Regions from separate parts of the Mus musculus genome. Here region 2 is linked to region 1. Evidence: chromatin contacts called from public HiChIP or PLAC-seq data. All regions are on one chromosome and are shown on one strand. Each heading gives the region's core, a stretch centred on a gene start, on an enhancer-like site or on the middle of the called end of the contact. The rest is flanking DNA. Distances are from core to core; before and after follow the strand shown.

Evidence for each region. HiChIP or PLAC-seq counts read pairs in DNA pulled down with a chosen protein or histone mark.
Region 2: a contact with region 1 is called in an SMC1A HiChIP or PLAC-seq map of large pre-B cells, with 5 times the contacts expected there. The contact joins two enhancer-like sites. A contact is called at or near these places in 1 of 15 datasets of contacts at CTCF or cohesin (large pre-B cells), 1 of 115 datasets of contacts at active chromatin or transcription factors (large pre-B cells) and 1 of 9 other capture datasets (adipose tissue).

Annotation. Positions count from the first base shown.
Region 1 is chr4:97,889,028-97,896,956 of GRCm38.p6, reverse strand. All of the region lies in intron 2 of Nfia (nuclear factor I/A), which reads right to left. Among named protein-coding and RNA genes, the nearest start is that of Gm19417, 24 kb to the right of the region's middle. Within about 2 kb of position 2,871, at least 31 of the 459 cell types and tissues checked have an H3K27ac peak or open chromatin away from gene starts, as enhancers often do.
Region 2 is chr4:98,436,598-98,444,526 of GRCm38.p6, reverse strand. It overlaps Patj (PATJ, crumbs cell polarity complex component), which reads right to left. Exons shown (of 44, transcript NM_172696.2): 12 at 7,057-7,197; 13 at 3,385-3,473; 14 at 720-776. Among named protein-coding and RNA genes, the nearest start is that of Patj, 45 kb to the right of the region's middle. Within about 2 kb of position 5,041, at least 12 of the 459 cell types and tissues checked have an H3K27ac peak or open chromatin away from gene starts, as enhancers often do.

The DNA.
Region 1 (7,929 bases), core at 1,622-4,121:
TTTTAGTTAACTGTACTCAAGTAATAACAGATATTCTGGATATAGTATGTGCTATCAGGGGCACATTATCCAAGGAAAATAGTAAAATAAGATCACGAGAGCTGAAGTTCTCCTAACTCAAGTTCAGTTTGAGTTGAAAACCACATTTCATTTGCCAGCGCAGATTTAAATGACATATCACCAACTGGAGATGAAAACAGAAAAGGAAAAAAAGAAACCACACAGGCCCCATCATGAAGTGGGTGACATATACTAGCTCATCCTTGGAGATGAGGACTTACAGTCTGTCCCACATGAACACATATCTTCACATCCCTCGTCTCCTGTTGACACTGCAACATTCACACATCATCTATATCAGGCACACAGAGCCTCCAACTCACATGGTATCCAAGCGCGGAGCATCAAACCCGATGCAGTAGTGGACTCAAATATCAACTGCCCGCAGACATGTTTAAGGGTCTGGATAAGAGCATGGGGGACAGTTGGAGTAGCCATAGCTCTTCACGTGCATCAGGTCTGAGATTTGTCTTTGTGACTCTTTGGGTCGTACTTGGGTTTGTTTGTTGGTTTTGTTTTGTTTTGTCTGTCTTTTCTTCTGGTGCAGTTACAGCAATTGATCCAACTGCCTAATACCAGCCACCGAGGCCCAATCAGGGGAAACCCTGGTGCAGCAGAGGGGAAGTAAAGGAAGCTTCCTCAGATCTCTCTGCCAGACCACTAATGGTGAGCAGGCCACAGTGTGAAGAAGCAGGGAAAACCAGCTCGCTCAAGTAAAAAGCTAACGCAGCTGCCAAATTGAAAATAAGTATGGTCTACTTTCGATTATCCACAAGTGGTTTAACCACAGAGCCTCCATCTTCCTACACTCAACCTCAGTCTGGGCTGAAACCCAGACACCAGGCAGAGCAGGGGTCTGCAAGCTTGAATGTAGTGTCTGTGTCGGAAAGTGTGGTCTCAGAGGTGCAGAACTGTGGATGTCTTTTTACAGAGCAACTCATAAACTTCTTCTTTACAGGGACAGTGTAATATATACAGGAACGGTCAATGATAGTAAAAGCATCCTTTTTCTGGTGCTATGGAAAATGTCTTTGAAATTCATAAGCAGACGCTGAGTACAGGGGAAAAAAAGTGTCCTGAGAAATGCTGTTCACTCGTTCAGTTAGGCAAAGGGCTTTGTGGAGTCTTTCCTCTGTTATCTGAGAGGCACCATTGTAGACACTGTGCCTACCTTGGGGGACTCACAGTCGATGCTGGATAATACACACTTGGAATTCCAAAGTCATGATTTCTGAGACCCAAACTATGCTCCTGTAGGTGAACACTACAATGTAATTTCCTCCTTGGCTCTGAAGAACAGTAAACCTTAGTTTGGATCCCAAAGACGACTCAGAAGAAATTTTTCAATGGGGTATGAGGCAAAACAGTGATGGTCTCCCCCCATCGCCTACCCACTCATCTATCTCCCCTTTGAGCGCAGATCTTGGTGTCAGGCATCATGGTCCTTTTAGTTATCCTAAGACAAATAAGCTTTCTGCTACAGCTGCGAACCTAACAATCCAATAGACTCATCTAAATTCACATTGCAATTAGGTAAGTGATGAAGGCCCAAACCTTCAGGAACACTGGGTATCATTTTTACTACAGTATCCTCCCCACTAAATTTCTACTGGGCATAATATATAGGATAAAATAGCTAAGGAGACTGACTGTTGGTGTTCCTGACTGCCTCTAGATCTCTATCAACTACCTTCAAAATCAGGTGATTCAAATGTTCAGAAAATCAGGTTTCCTTAGAAAATATAATGGATTGTGAAAGACATGAAACCTAAGTAATTCATGAATTCCGTTTTTCTAAAAACATAGTTATTATTTAATATCATAACTAAATAAACAGTAATTTGGGAAATTATTTCTGAACTGTGCCCAACTGCTGCTTCAAAAAAATAAATAAATAAAGAAAGAAAGAAAGAAAGAAAGAAAGAAAGAAAGAAAAGAAAAGAAAAGAAAGAAACCACTGAATGCAAATTTCCATATTAAGACAGTTTCAGTACATCTCAGTGGACGGGGTGATACAACGGTGTTTTTCTTATCTTGCCATTAAATTGAGCACTGGGCTGGAGTGTGGCTCAGTAGTAGAGTGCCTGCCTAGCATTCGTAAGGCCCGCAGTCTGATTTCTATCACTGCACCCAAAGGGGAGGAAGGGAGTGAATTTTCTTTAGAAAGCTCTTAAAAGGCAATAGCTCTACATATACTCTGCTTCTTAACAATGGTGCAGTTCACTCAACCAGGGAAGCAGGGAGGTTATACTGATACCCATAAGCCACAAGTGTACAAACTTCCTTCCTAATACATCATGCTCCTGCAATCTATTTCCTGACTTGAAATTTATTGCTATAAATACAGAGAATGAAGAATGTGAAGTGGTGCCAACTCAGCCATCACTCTGGCTCCAATCCTTGGCTAAATTTATGCATTTCTCTGGTTTGTTTAAATGCCAAAGACTTAGGCACACTAGAAAGATATTACTCTTTTCTCTTTGGTGAAGAAGCCCCACCTGCCCACTGCATGCAGATGGAAGTACAAGAGAGCCAAGGGCAGAAAGATAAAAACGTGCACTCAGCTGATGAGAACAGCAGGCTTCAGATGCCCAGGCGGAAAGGCATGAACAGGGCTCATCGTTCAGTATCTTGTACCTTTCCAAAGCTGCAGCCATTTTTCTAACATTTGTGCAGTGGATTTTTTTCCTTTTTTTGTTTGTTCCTTTGTTTGTTGTCTTTGCCTTAGATTTTGCAGTGGTGGGTAATCAAGCCAGGGCAGTACGCATGCTAGGCAAGTAAGCCCAGCCGCAAATAGATTCAATAGAAGAAGGGCTAACGATGTAGCTTAGTAGCAGAGGGTTTGCCTAGCATGCAAAATGGCCTGGCTTTCATCCTGGACACAAAGAAGGTTTTCTGTTTCTGTTTTTGTTTTTAATTTTTTTGTTTTAATGTTAATGGAATGAAGTGTGATTCAGCACAAGAAATATAGAGACAAACGGGCCATACTATGAAGAGTCCATAAAGATAAACTCAGTACAAAGTGATCTTCAAGATCTAGGACCAAGTGAAGAGCCTTAGAGTAGACCTTAACGTATGTCTAAGAATCTTCCATCTTCTTACATTGTAAGTTAGTGATGGTAATGTGACCCTAAGGATAGATATTCAAGTTGGAGTCACTGAAAACAAGGAACTTTTCTCTGAATTCTGCAAGGCCATAACACAGCACATCTGAGTAGTTTCCTTATTTGTTAGCTACCATTGGGTAATGTGAACATTTTCTTTATAGCTCACACACCTTTCTTTGTAATCTTATTTCACTTAAGGAAAGCCACCTTTCCTATTTAAGTTGAGAAGACCCTGTTCTAAGAAACTCAAAACCATTACGGTCTCCCCTGTAATTCAGATATTCTTATTTTTAAATCAACTCATATTGCTTGGCTAACATCCGTTTCTATCCTATAATACACAAGTCTAGTATTTGGTGACTTTTGAAGTAGACATATTTTCATAATCATAAATGTCTAACAGTATTCTAACAAAACAAAACAAAAACCAAACAACAGCAAATAAACAAACACCACCTGGGGGGTAGTACATTAGGATGTTAATTATTTTCATATGGCAGAATATGGATGCCTTCTATTCCTTATATTTTGAATATCTGAATATCTACAATGATCTCAGTTGTTATCTTAAAGATTTCTTTTTTTATAGTATTAATTATGTGAATGTTTGTATGTTGATATGTGTGTGTTTGTGCACATGTACACAAGTGTCCTCGGAGACCAGGAGAGGGTGTTAGCGTCCCTGGAGCTAGAGTTTCAGACAGACAATTTCGAACCACTCAGTGTGGGGTTGGGAACTAATAATGTGGGTTCCCTGTAAGAGCAGCAAGCACTCTTAGCCATGGAATCTACCTTTCTAGCCCCTCTACATTTCATTTTAAGATTATAAAATTACCTATTCAAAGTTTACTCAAATGCTCTAATACATACCTCAAAGGCTATAAATCTTTATCTTTGCAGAAATTACATGGAAAATGAATTTGAAATCCTACAAAAATAAATAAATACTGCACAAAACTCGTTGGGGAAAAATGGCTGTATAGTCCTAGATGGTTATTGATGGCTCCCAAAATAGTTAATATGTTCACAAATAACACTATTGCTAAATGAATGGGTTTATGCTTCTAAAGTGAAACATGTAAATCCATTAGAAAATGTAACTTTTTCAAGTATTTATTTTCTCTGAAAAATTAACATTCACTCAGTAAAATAGAAAGAAATGAACACATTTCTGATATTTTTTAAATATGTAGGTTTAGTTTGTAAGTTTCCTTAATTTGGAGAGACTTTGGGGTCCATTTCCTATGCTCTTCCAGTGTTTGGGGGAATTCTGCCTCCTACCAAGAAGCACTGGGAGTGAATTCCCTGTTATTTGGTCCTCTAATTAAGGGGACTATTGCTATGGTGATCTTCACTCAGAGTTTCTCCTAAATGTGTTAGAAACCAAGTATGTTTAACTGCCTGCTACCAAATCACCAAGAAACCATCCAACCGTGTCTGAGACCCTTTAAGGTCTTACATTTTAGACTTCTGGCATTCTTATAAAAAATTTGAAAGCATATCCTACAGTAGAGCTTAAAGTGTATTTTATAAAAATCAACAAAACAAAAGAATGCCAAGGCAGCCTTGTTAGTAGGAGAATGGAAGCTGCTTTCTATGTTAAGGCTCTGTGCTATGCATCCTGCAGCAGCCGCCTCTGTGTGTAAAAACCTGTGCTGTGTGTCCTGCGGCAGACCTCCTGAGGCTCTGACACCCCAATATGAGTCTGTTCCTTCCCTTCCTACTTGGCAGAAAGTTAGCTTGTCTATGGTCACCTTCCATAGCTTCAGTTCACATATGCTTGATTCCAAAGACTGTTGTTTTTGGAACTGAAAAGGTAAGAGTTTAGGTATTCTCAAACCTAAATTACAAACACAAAGACAAAAGGTATATGGCACAATACTTTTTCTTTGTATTTTATAAGATCTGCATAGTTCTCCCTCCCCCTGCTGAGCACACTGTAGTCAGGATTCAGACACAACATTCCAAAGCTAGTCATGAGAAAAACTGGGGCAAAAAGAGTGACAATCTACATAGGCTTGTTGCAGAGACTCTTCAGAGAGAAGAAAGTGGTTGGGATGTTGTGAGTGGCAACAGAGCCAAGAATGACCAGTTAAAGTGAAGGGGTTGGAGGAGCCAAGCCGCCTTACTTAGCTCAATGCAAAAGGAAGTCCTCCTATGATCCTGCAACAGATGGACTGGTGTGCTGGAGTGTTCTCTGTGGGAGTTGGGGTTCAAACGATGTAGATAGTGCACGTCAAGCCACATACACAAGTGAAAACCACACACTTTGTCCAAGAGAAAATAACATGACATTTTGTTTTAATCTTTAAACAAACTTTTTTTTTTTTTTCTGAATAACTGTCCTGTTCCTATGCAGAGGGGCAGAGAAGGTTTTTCATGCACGGGTGGCTTCACTGGTAAAGTCAGAAGTCCCACTTCACCAGACAGAGCCCTAGGAATCCCATCTGGGTACATGTGAACGGTGCTTTTGTGGTCAGAGAGAGTGCCCACAACTACATATTCTTGAGACTCCTCCCACCCCTGAGCTATCAACTGAACCCCAAATGCTGATGAGTACATATCAGTTTACAATGAAAATCCAGCCTAGGGGGTTGGGAAACTTACCTATAAATGAGACTAGCAAGTTTTTCATAGATAAAACCATTAAACTAGGGCTGGCGATAGATATATCTCAGTTGATACAAACACCTCCCTAGAACACATGAAGGGGATCAAGCCCCAGCTTTGCATATAGTCAGAGGTTCTAGGAAACATGTGGATCAGAATTTCAAGGTCACTCTTTGTTACATGCCCAGTTCAAGGCATGTCTGGGAAATATGAGATACTGTCTAAAAAGAACAAGAGAGAAGAGGAGGAGGAAGAGGAGGAGGAGGAGGAGGAGGAGGAGGAGGAGGAGGAGGAGGAAGAAGAAGAAGAAGAAGAAGAAGAAGAAGAAGAAGAAGAAGAATATTATTATTATTATTATTATTATTATTATTATTATCAGGAGGAGAAGTAGGAGGAGGAGGAGGCGGAGGGTGCAACTAAAACAGAAACAAAGAGAATCATATACATAAGTTTCTTGTGCACAGATTTAAGTTTTCTTGTGGCATTGTTTCTGAGTTCAAAAGTCACGTGGATAGACAATATATATCTTATTAAGTGCTATTTATTATCCATGAATAATTTCCCATTGTCTACTTAAATTTGATACAAATAAAAGCTAAGAAGAATATAATTTTTCCCTCAAAGCAATAGTTCATTAAAGTTTATTTCAAAAAAGTTTTAGTTATATACAATTTATACATGCTTATCCAGTTTTCTAACCCACTTCAGCTATGAACTTCAGAACCAATTCAGCAGGTCCCCTCCCTCCCATGAGATGGAAATCCCAGCATCTCCACAGTCTAGACCACTGGGGGCCTTTTTGATTGTCATAATGATTTTCTTTCCTTGTGTCTACTTTCTAACCCCCATTAGTCCTAGATGCACAACTAAAGATGTATTTTTAATAACACCCAGAATAGCAAGGGTGTTTATCCAAAACCAACATTATACAGATTACAGAGCAGTGTTTGCATGTGTGTGTGTTTGTGTGTGTTGCAATGGGTGGGCTTAGAGAGCAAAAATGAACAGATAGTAATAGTTCCAAAAGGCAGAAGTGAAATGGACAGCTCTAAGTCTTCCTCTCCTTGCCTTAGTAAATAGTCAATGAACCTATTTGTTACCTGGGACATAATGTACATCTTTTGCTACTTTTTGTTTTGAGCCAGTCTAGCCATCCATCTTGAACTAATGGTCTTAGCAGTTTCTCTCACCTCAGCTGACTAAGCAGAGGGGACCAGAGCTATACACTATGAGTAGCCTACACCTTGCATCTCAAAAATACTTTTAATGTCTAATGTTGAAGATTCTCCATTGCATCAAAGGATGCACATAGAGAGGAGACAACATGCATCTATGAGGCCCCCTGGCAAAAACTATCATGATTGTAAAAGAGAATCGGCAGACTGCCTTCTAGACATGAAAGCTCAAGTGTCAGCCATAGGCTTCAGATCAAAACCTGTGGAAATTCTTCTATATTTCTGTCAAGGTTACTACAATGAAACAAGCCTTGGGAGTTAGCTGCGAGCACAAGGGTGGTCTTTGTCGCTCGTCCTTTATTACATGGCTGTTGACAACTGTGGGGGCATCTCAGAAAGAGATTTCTCCCCAAGGTGAGCATACTCAGGAGGCTGGCAAGACTGTTTCTCTGTGAATATGAAATATTAGAAAAGAAAACATTTGAATTCATTTTAAAGCATTATACAAATGAGTTTTGTGTCTTAAAAGTTACAAAGGAGAAAAAGAATAAGACCTCATTCTGAGGCAGTTGCTGAATATCATAAATATCTGGGACCCTATAGAAGCCCATGATTGTGTCATGGCTGAGGCTCCTGGGGAACACCAGACCACAAGTCTCTTTTTTCATGTATGTGTCTGTGTTATGTGTGTATTTAAGTGTGTCTGCATGTGTGGGGGCACATATGTGTGCAGGTACATGTGTGTACATGGGTATGGAAGCCTGAGGTTGAAGTTGAAAGCTCCCCTGATTGCTTTCTCCCTTATTCACTGGGGTAGGCTCTCTCAATTGAACTCATACAGATGATCTAGCTAACAAGATTGCTCCAGGATCCCCTGCCTCTACCTTCTGAACACTGGAATTAGAGAGGGATGCTGTACCCACACAGCATGTATATGGGTTCCAGGTACCTAAACTTGCAGTTGTGTATCAAGCACT
Region 2 (7,929 bases), core at 3,792-6,291, 550 kb before region 1:
CCTGAGAGAACTCATTTTAAACACTGCCTCTGAATGGAGCGTCTTAGGTGGGCTCAGCGCTAGGGTCCATGGAGGAGTGCAGCAGTGTTTCTGAAACTCTGGGAAAAAAACATCCTTCCTTTTCTATTATTTATTGTGAAGGCCACTTAAAAGATTCTCTATTTTAATAAGTGAGGTTCTGGTTGTCTAGGATAAAACTACAAATTATTTTATAAAGAGAAGACAGAATCTGCCCAAATTACTAACTGCATGTTCTCCACAGCAATAGTGATTACATTCAGATAGATTGTAGTGATTACATTCAAATTGATTAAGTCAAGACCAACAAACTCAGGTCAACCATGTTTTCTGTCCCTGAATATCCAGACATTATGTTTTTCAAAGCCTAAAGCCCATCTCTGTTCCACACTGCAGAAAACCTTTCCCTAAAGTCTCCATACAACCCCTGAGGCGCTCACACACTCACCTGTCACCTTCATGGCTACTGTGCCAGAGTCAAACCTGGACTTTTGGCTTCCGGAAACAGCATAAGGATTCCATGTTCTTCCCAGCCTTATCTACCCACTTGTATCTGTTGTTACTGAGAGCCTTGCTCACTTCTGGAACGCGTGTATGATTCAGGTCTGAAGACTTTAGACCACGCCACTCAGCTTCTTCAGCAAGAACGTGAAGAAAGCTCAGCAACAATGAAGCAGAGCAGCACTTTCAGCCCAGCCTACCTTCGAGTATTTCTGTAGCTCCTCATCGTCTGCAATCTGAGCATCCAAAGTGGCTACCTAGAATTATAAGACGGTCATTTCCCGATTTGTATGCGTGTAATTTCATTTGCTCCTTCATATTCTGAAATTTATCAGCAAACCCAGCACACCGATGAGTAATCCGACAACCTCTACCCAGTATTTCTGAAATCCACAAGTAGCACGTAGCAACACATTTGTGTTTCTGTATTTGCTACACTAATCTCCTCATCCTACATCATCCACAAGTGAAACTGAATGTGATATGTTACTGGTGTCTTGTTCTCCTTCTACATGGGCTGTTATTTCACTAACAGATAGAGGTCAACAATGAAGTACTTTTCCTTGCATGGAATTTGTTTCCTTGGATTGTCTACCAATAAAACTCAGGGTCCTATTTAAACTCCTCACACACAATCATCTTTTGGTATTGAGGTGTTGCTCAAGCTTTCATAAAGGTATACTATGCACTGAAACCAGTTCTCACTTACTTATGACACTAGTACAAGAAAAATGGTTCATAAACATGTCTCAATATATGGTTTAGGAATGCTGATGTGAAACAAGTTTGTACCTGTTCAGTTATATTGAAAATTTTTCCCCAAATGTGTTTGAACCACAGTGAGAATATGGAATCCATAATCATGGACCAAACAGACATGATGATCTGTCTAACTATACCAACTATGATCCCTTAAATTTTAATAAAAATTTTATTCTTGTACTGCCAAGATAACTAAAGACAGGGCTGAAGAGATGACTCAGAAGTTAAAAGTATGTTTATTTTATTTTGTTTTGTTTTGTTTTTTACAGAGGACCTGAGTTTGATTTCCAGACCCCCATGGTAGCTCACAACCATCTGTAACTCTGGTTCAAAGGACTCTGACACTGCCTTCTGGCCTCGATGGGCACCAAGCACAGAAGTGGTTCATATATATACACACTCAGTCAGGGGTTTACACAGAAAACAAAATAAGTACTTTTAAAAATAGCTCAGCAGGGAAAACCTCTTGCTGCACAAGCCCAATGAGCTGAGTGTGATCTTTAAAACAAATGCAAAGGCAGAAGAGACTGGACTCCTGAAAGTTGTGCTCTGATCTCTCCATGTACACCCATACTCACACACACAATCATAATATACAGTATTAAAAGTTTTACCTCTGACAAACTAGGAGCATCGCCATTTTAAAATTTCAAGCTAAGGTCTTAACTCCTGTAAGTCAGTTATGGAGGAAATGGTAGCAGGCGGATCATGAGGAGTTCAAGGCTAGCCTCAGCTACAGAGTTTTAGGCTAACCTATACAAGACCCTCTCTCAAATCACTACCCTCTCCTCCACAAAAAAACAAACAGATCGGCAGTAGTCTAAAGGAAAGCACAGTAAGGAACAGTGGGATGTGTGTGTTCATTCACTCACTTGCCTTTCGGAGCCTCTCTTTATATCCCTACCACTTTAAGGGAATCACTGTATATATCCAACTTAAAGTCTCTCTCCCATTTAGCCTCCACTTCACCATGAGGCACAAGAGTTCATGTCTGTAATTCCACAACTGGAAGTGAAAGAAGATTACAAGTTCCAGGTCATCCTTAGCTACACAGCAAGTTTGAAGCCAGCTTAGGCTACATGAGACCCAGTATCAAAAAAGCAAAAATAAAAAACCCCGTGAGATACTGGTGAACCACGTATTCTCTGAACATATACCACTGAAGGTAGAGAACACATGAGTGTCTAGGTAACAGCCTAGTGACAGTGTTCTATGAACTGGAGACCCCGCAGCTACAAGAACTAACATACCAGCCCAGAATGAGCAAGAAAACAACCATGTGACTTAATTACCTAAAGCTTCTCTAATGACAGTGCCAGACATCCAAAATCAGAAATAAAGTGTCTGGCATTGATGACAACCCAATACTAATGATGATATACCTAAGGGTTATGTGTCACAGCTGCATACCAAGACTACCAAGACGTTGCCTCAAAAAAGAAAATATGAAAGACAGCAGATATTTATTGGCATGTTTGATGAACACCGATGAGATTTTTCTAACACGGTTTTCTGCTTTCAAGTGGATTCATTGGGGACGTGTAGCCAATCCTTTACTGGCCGAATGTAATAACAGGTGAGAGGAAGCCTAACGGCCTGCTGGCAGAGTAACCTCATGCCTCACCTAAACTACTTCCTGTTCTTCTAAATACACTTGATAATCATTCTTTCATTTTTCCCATAAAACTGTAAGATTCTTTGTGAAACATAGGACTAATATCCACAGCCCTTTCCGTGTACAATAAAACAAACAGATCATAAAAGCAATCATAAAGATGCCAGCCATTTTAAGCAGTTGATTCAGGTTATAAATTTACAGGCAAGCTCTCACCCTCCTAATGTACTTCTGCCTCTTGTTGACTTAAATGGCTTCAACATGAACTGAGTGTCTGATAATTGTAACTGAAGTTTGTGTACAGTCCTTAATTGTTCTTATAGCTTAAAACGCTTTAAACATTGATTGATTGCTCTAATCGGAAAGAAAGACAGGAAGAAAACAATAAAGGCAGTCTGTGTCTGCTTTGACTCTCATATTTTAAATTATAGTGTTAGGATAATAGCATGAAATGAAACTTTCTATTAAAATGTTTTTTTAAGACATACCATTACTTCATAATCTGGGCCCAGTAGGTTTTCCCATCTGGATTTCAGCTCATTTTCTGGAGAGCCTGGAACTTTCTCTGGATATACATCTATAAGAAAAAGAATGTCGAAGCTACTGTGAGCCAAACATACTCAATAAATTCTTCAATAATAGCTCTGCTTCGGTAGGTAAAGGGGAAATGAGGTAAGAGGAAAATGTATTCATTTAAATCTACCTAGGAATGTAAATCCCAGTGGCTTGCGAGACTAATAGAAAATGTAGAGCCACTGTGGTTAAACTGTAAAGGGGCTCTTGTTCAGGAGGCTTTGAAGGGAGGAGGAAGCGATGAATTACAAGTGAAATCTGAATCTATACTTTCTATGTAGACCTCGCTTAGTTTTATTTGTAGATCTTGCACAGATTTGATTTAAGTGCTAATCTTTTCAGAGCAGTGCCATTCCGACTCTCCAAGGGGACTGTAAGTGTGTACTGAGTTATCACTGTAATCAACAAGACTCAGGGAAACAGTACAGCCAGGCTCCCACATGCCAGGACAGACGGACGGATGGAGAGGCTGGCCAGCTAAAACCTGAGGTTTATCAGATAGAAGCTTTGGTTTTACACCAGCCTTTTGTTACTGCTTAATTACTAGGATATTTGTATCTTTACAGTGCTCCTGACTTAATGATGCCATTGTTGTCCAGGTGAGATCATTTTAAAGGTTAAGACGGATTTGAAGTGCCAGGTCTCTTCTCCATATAATCTTCCCCAGACTTTCAGAGCAGCAAGCAGTCTGAAGAATACCTGACAGAGAAAAGTCTAGGTACTAAAACTATCACTGCACCTACATCCACACCAATAGCAGAGGATGAAAAGGTCCCAGGTTGTTTTAAGTTTCTCATTTCTGCTGTAAGACTGGACGTGTCTGAGAACACGCATCCCAAGTGACATAACCATCTGCCTCCCGTCAAAGGTAACAGGCAGGCTCAGCCCTTTCAGCTTCAGAGCGGCTCCCTCTGGCTGCACAGCATGCTTAATTACATACTACCAATCATTAAGTTAAATAGGCTAACTTCAGAATCAGAGACTAAGACTAATGCACGCTAAAGAACTTAAGTTACTCCATTTACAAAAGAGCCCCCAGGAAATAACTATGTTTAACTGATATGCTAGATTACATTTGGGGGCAGCTAATCAAAGATCTTATAGAAACAAGTACCAAAATCATTTGGGTGGCATCGCTCCTTGTGAACATTTCCTTATGGAAGTCTGAGTTCTTACCAGTCTCCTACTTTGTTTTTGATTTCTCAGTATTTGAGGTGAGGGAGCCTGGGGAGGGGGAGGGGTGATGTCCTACAAGCCGCAGCACACCTGTGGCTGTCAGAGGACAACTTCTGTGGGGCTGGTTTTCTTTCTCCTTCCACCTTCCAGGGCTTCTGGGAGTTAACCTTGGGTTTCAGGCTCACGGCAAGTAGCTTTCTCCACTACACAATCTTTCCAGCCCCTTTACCAAAATCTTTAAAAGATTCAACAGTTTGCCTGTTCGGTTTCTCCCAGGTGTAGTTTCATATCTGTTTAATGACTCTGAACAAAATCTGCAACGTATTGAGGAACTCTATGCTTACAAATATAGCAGTCAGAGGCAGAAGGGCAGGAGGGTTACTGAAGTGAAGAAACTGCCATCTCACCAGCTCCCTTGAGGCTGGTTGTACCTTCAGGCACACAATGAAAGCACAGACAGCTCAAAGGCCAGAGGAAGGAGGCTAATCTACTTGCAGCAACTCAAAAAACAAAAAACAAAACAAAAAAGGCATAGAAGGCTATAACAAGACTATGCTCACCATGCACGTAAGACAGAACCTGACTAACAGCACAACAACCAGGAGAGGCGGGCGCACTTGCAAACTGAAATTATACACATGCATGGAAAAAGGCAGGGAAGTTCATTTTAAGAACATGAGTACAATTCTGTGACCACGTGATGGTGTACATGTTTAATCCCAGCATTTAGAAGGCAGCATCAGCAGGCAGATCTCTTTGAAATTGAAGCCAGCCTGGTCTGCACAGCAAGTTTCAGGGCTCCAGGGCTACACTGTGAGATCGCACTCGAGGGGGATGGGGGTAAGCATGGCTACAGCATATGGGAAGCTGACAAGTGGAGACAGGAGTGCTGTGAGTTCTAGGCTATCCTGAGCTATATAGTAATGTGTGTTCTCAAAAACAAACTATACAATGGCAACGGTAATGAGATAAAATACTTCTAAGACTATTTCTAATTTCAAGATGATTTGATTTTTCACCTAGCAATCCTTTGATATTTATCTGAGCTCAACTAAATTAAAAGAGTAACAATTAATTGCACTCTAGTGGATCCGAAGGGGCGGGGGAGCTCCTAAACCTGATCTTTAGTGAGAGAATAATACCTTCCTTCTGCCTACCGTTCTTAACATAACAAAGGGCAAAAGCCAGCTTCTCAGGAAACGAGTGTATTCAATATTTTAAGAAGTTTCTCTTAGCTGAGGGCTTCTGTAGAAGGAACCAAGCTATAACTCTGATTGCAGAAGGGAGTCCCGTGACAACTGAAGTGTCAAGGTATAGTATCAAAGGTGAAGTTTGGAAACAATTCAAAAATAGATATAAAACAGCCTAGCAGTTTGATGCAATTTATGGAAAATTCATGTTATTAACTTTCATGAAGAGGAAACACACAGAGAGATAGATAGATGATATAGATGATAGATTATATAGATGGATAGATAAAATATTTAGATTTAAATACAATTTATATCTAAATAAGTAATCTAAGTAATACTTCTTAATCTAAGTAAGAATACATAGTGATTAAAATGCTATGTAGTTGTGATGGTTTGTATATCCTCGGACCAGGGAGTGGCACCATCTGGAGGTGTGGCCTTGTTGGAATAGGTGTGACCTGGTTGGAATGCGTGTGGGCATAAGATCCTCACCCTAGTTGCCTGGAAGTCAGTCTTCCACTAGCAGCCTTTGGATGAAGACATAGAACTCTCAGCTCCTCCTGCGCCATGCCTGCCTGGATACTGCCATGCTCCCACCTTGATGATAATGGACTGAACCTCCGATCCTGTAAGCCAGCCCCGATTAAATGTTGTTTTTTATAAGACTTGCCTTGGTCATGGTGTTTGTTCACAGCAGTAAAACCCTAACTAAGACAGTAGTTATTGCATACTAATAAATATGTATTTGAAACACAATTAAACAAAAATACATTTGATGCTCTACTACCAAATATCTTATAATCTTAACCTTATGTTAAGATTACATTCAAAATTCCCCAATTAATTTAAATTTGGGGGGTATAGTATGAGGTTGGTGTTAATACTAGGAACTGAACCTAAGATTGGTGGTAGTACTAAGGATTGAACCTAGAGCCTCATTCATACTCTACAATGATAGTACATCCCTAGAAAAATAGCCCATCTGAAATTGCTAATGTGTCTCTACAGGATGAGCACCCATCAGATCTAAACTGCTTTTATATGGGTCGTTGGCTGCTACCTGATTGTTAGAATATTTGTAACTTTACAAAGTTCTTGATATAATATTGCCTTTATTGCATAGGTCTGAGTCTGACTGTGTATGCCACACCATATTAACTACAGAGAAGAAATTGTTAATAAGGTTGAAGTACTCCAAAGTAAAGGCTTTGAGCCTACCTGGTTTTTCTAAGGCTTGTACAGTGTTGTTTTTTAGATTATCCAGTCTTTCTCCAATTTCCTCTGCTTCCACACTCAAATTAGCTTCTGGTTTCGGGGATCCTGCTCGTTCTGGTACTTTAGGTGGTTCTGCAACAGTTTCTGAAATAAAAATTGTGACTTAAATCGCTAGTCCTGTTGGGGGTGGGGCCGCATGCAAATGGGCTGACTTCACTCTCATTCGTCCTTCCCAGGACCTGCTGCGCTGCATGAGATGCCAATACACTAAAGTGTTCTGTGAGGTAGTTAATCACAAAGATAGCTTGACAGTAGTCAAAGAAAGAGGAAGTAGAGAAAATGAAAGTGAAAAGGGTTGAACCACGACAAAACAGAGAGAGATGATTTACTATAGCTTTAGAAAGGAAAAGAAATAAGAAAGCAACAACTGGAAGGCTGTATGTTCTTGCTGATGTGGACAGGTATTAAGCCACATATGCAAATAGGCTGGACCATCAAGCCCGTGTGAACAGCCTAGCTAGCTCAGAGACTGGGGGTGGGAGAACTCCTCTAGGTGCAGAGAGAGCCTTCCCCCGCCCCCTTTCCTTAGCTGAAGCAAGTGAAATTCCGCAAAGTTGCCAGCAAACCACTAAGTGTGTCTTCAACAGAAGAAAGGCTGCACACGTCACACTTTACACAGTTGTTTTTTAATTCAACAGAAGAAAGGCTGCACACGTGACACTTTACAGAGTTGTTTTTTAATTCAACAGAAGAAAGGCTGCACACGTGACACTTTACACAGTTGTTTTTTTAATTCAACAGAAGAAAGGCTGCACACGTGACACTTTACAGAGTTGTTTTTTAATCCCATCATTTGAAAAGAATTTTTAAGATTTT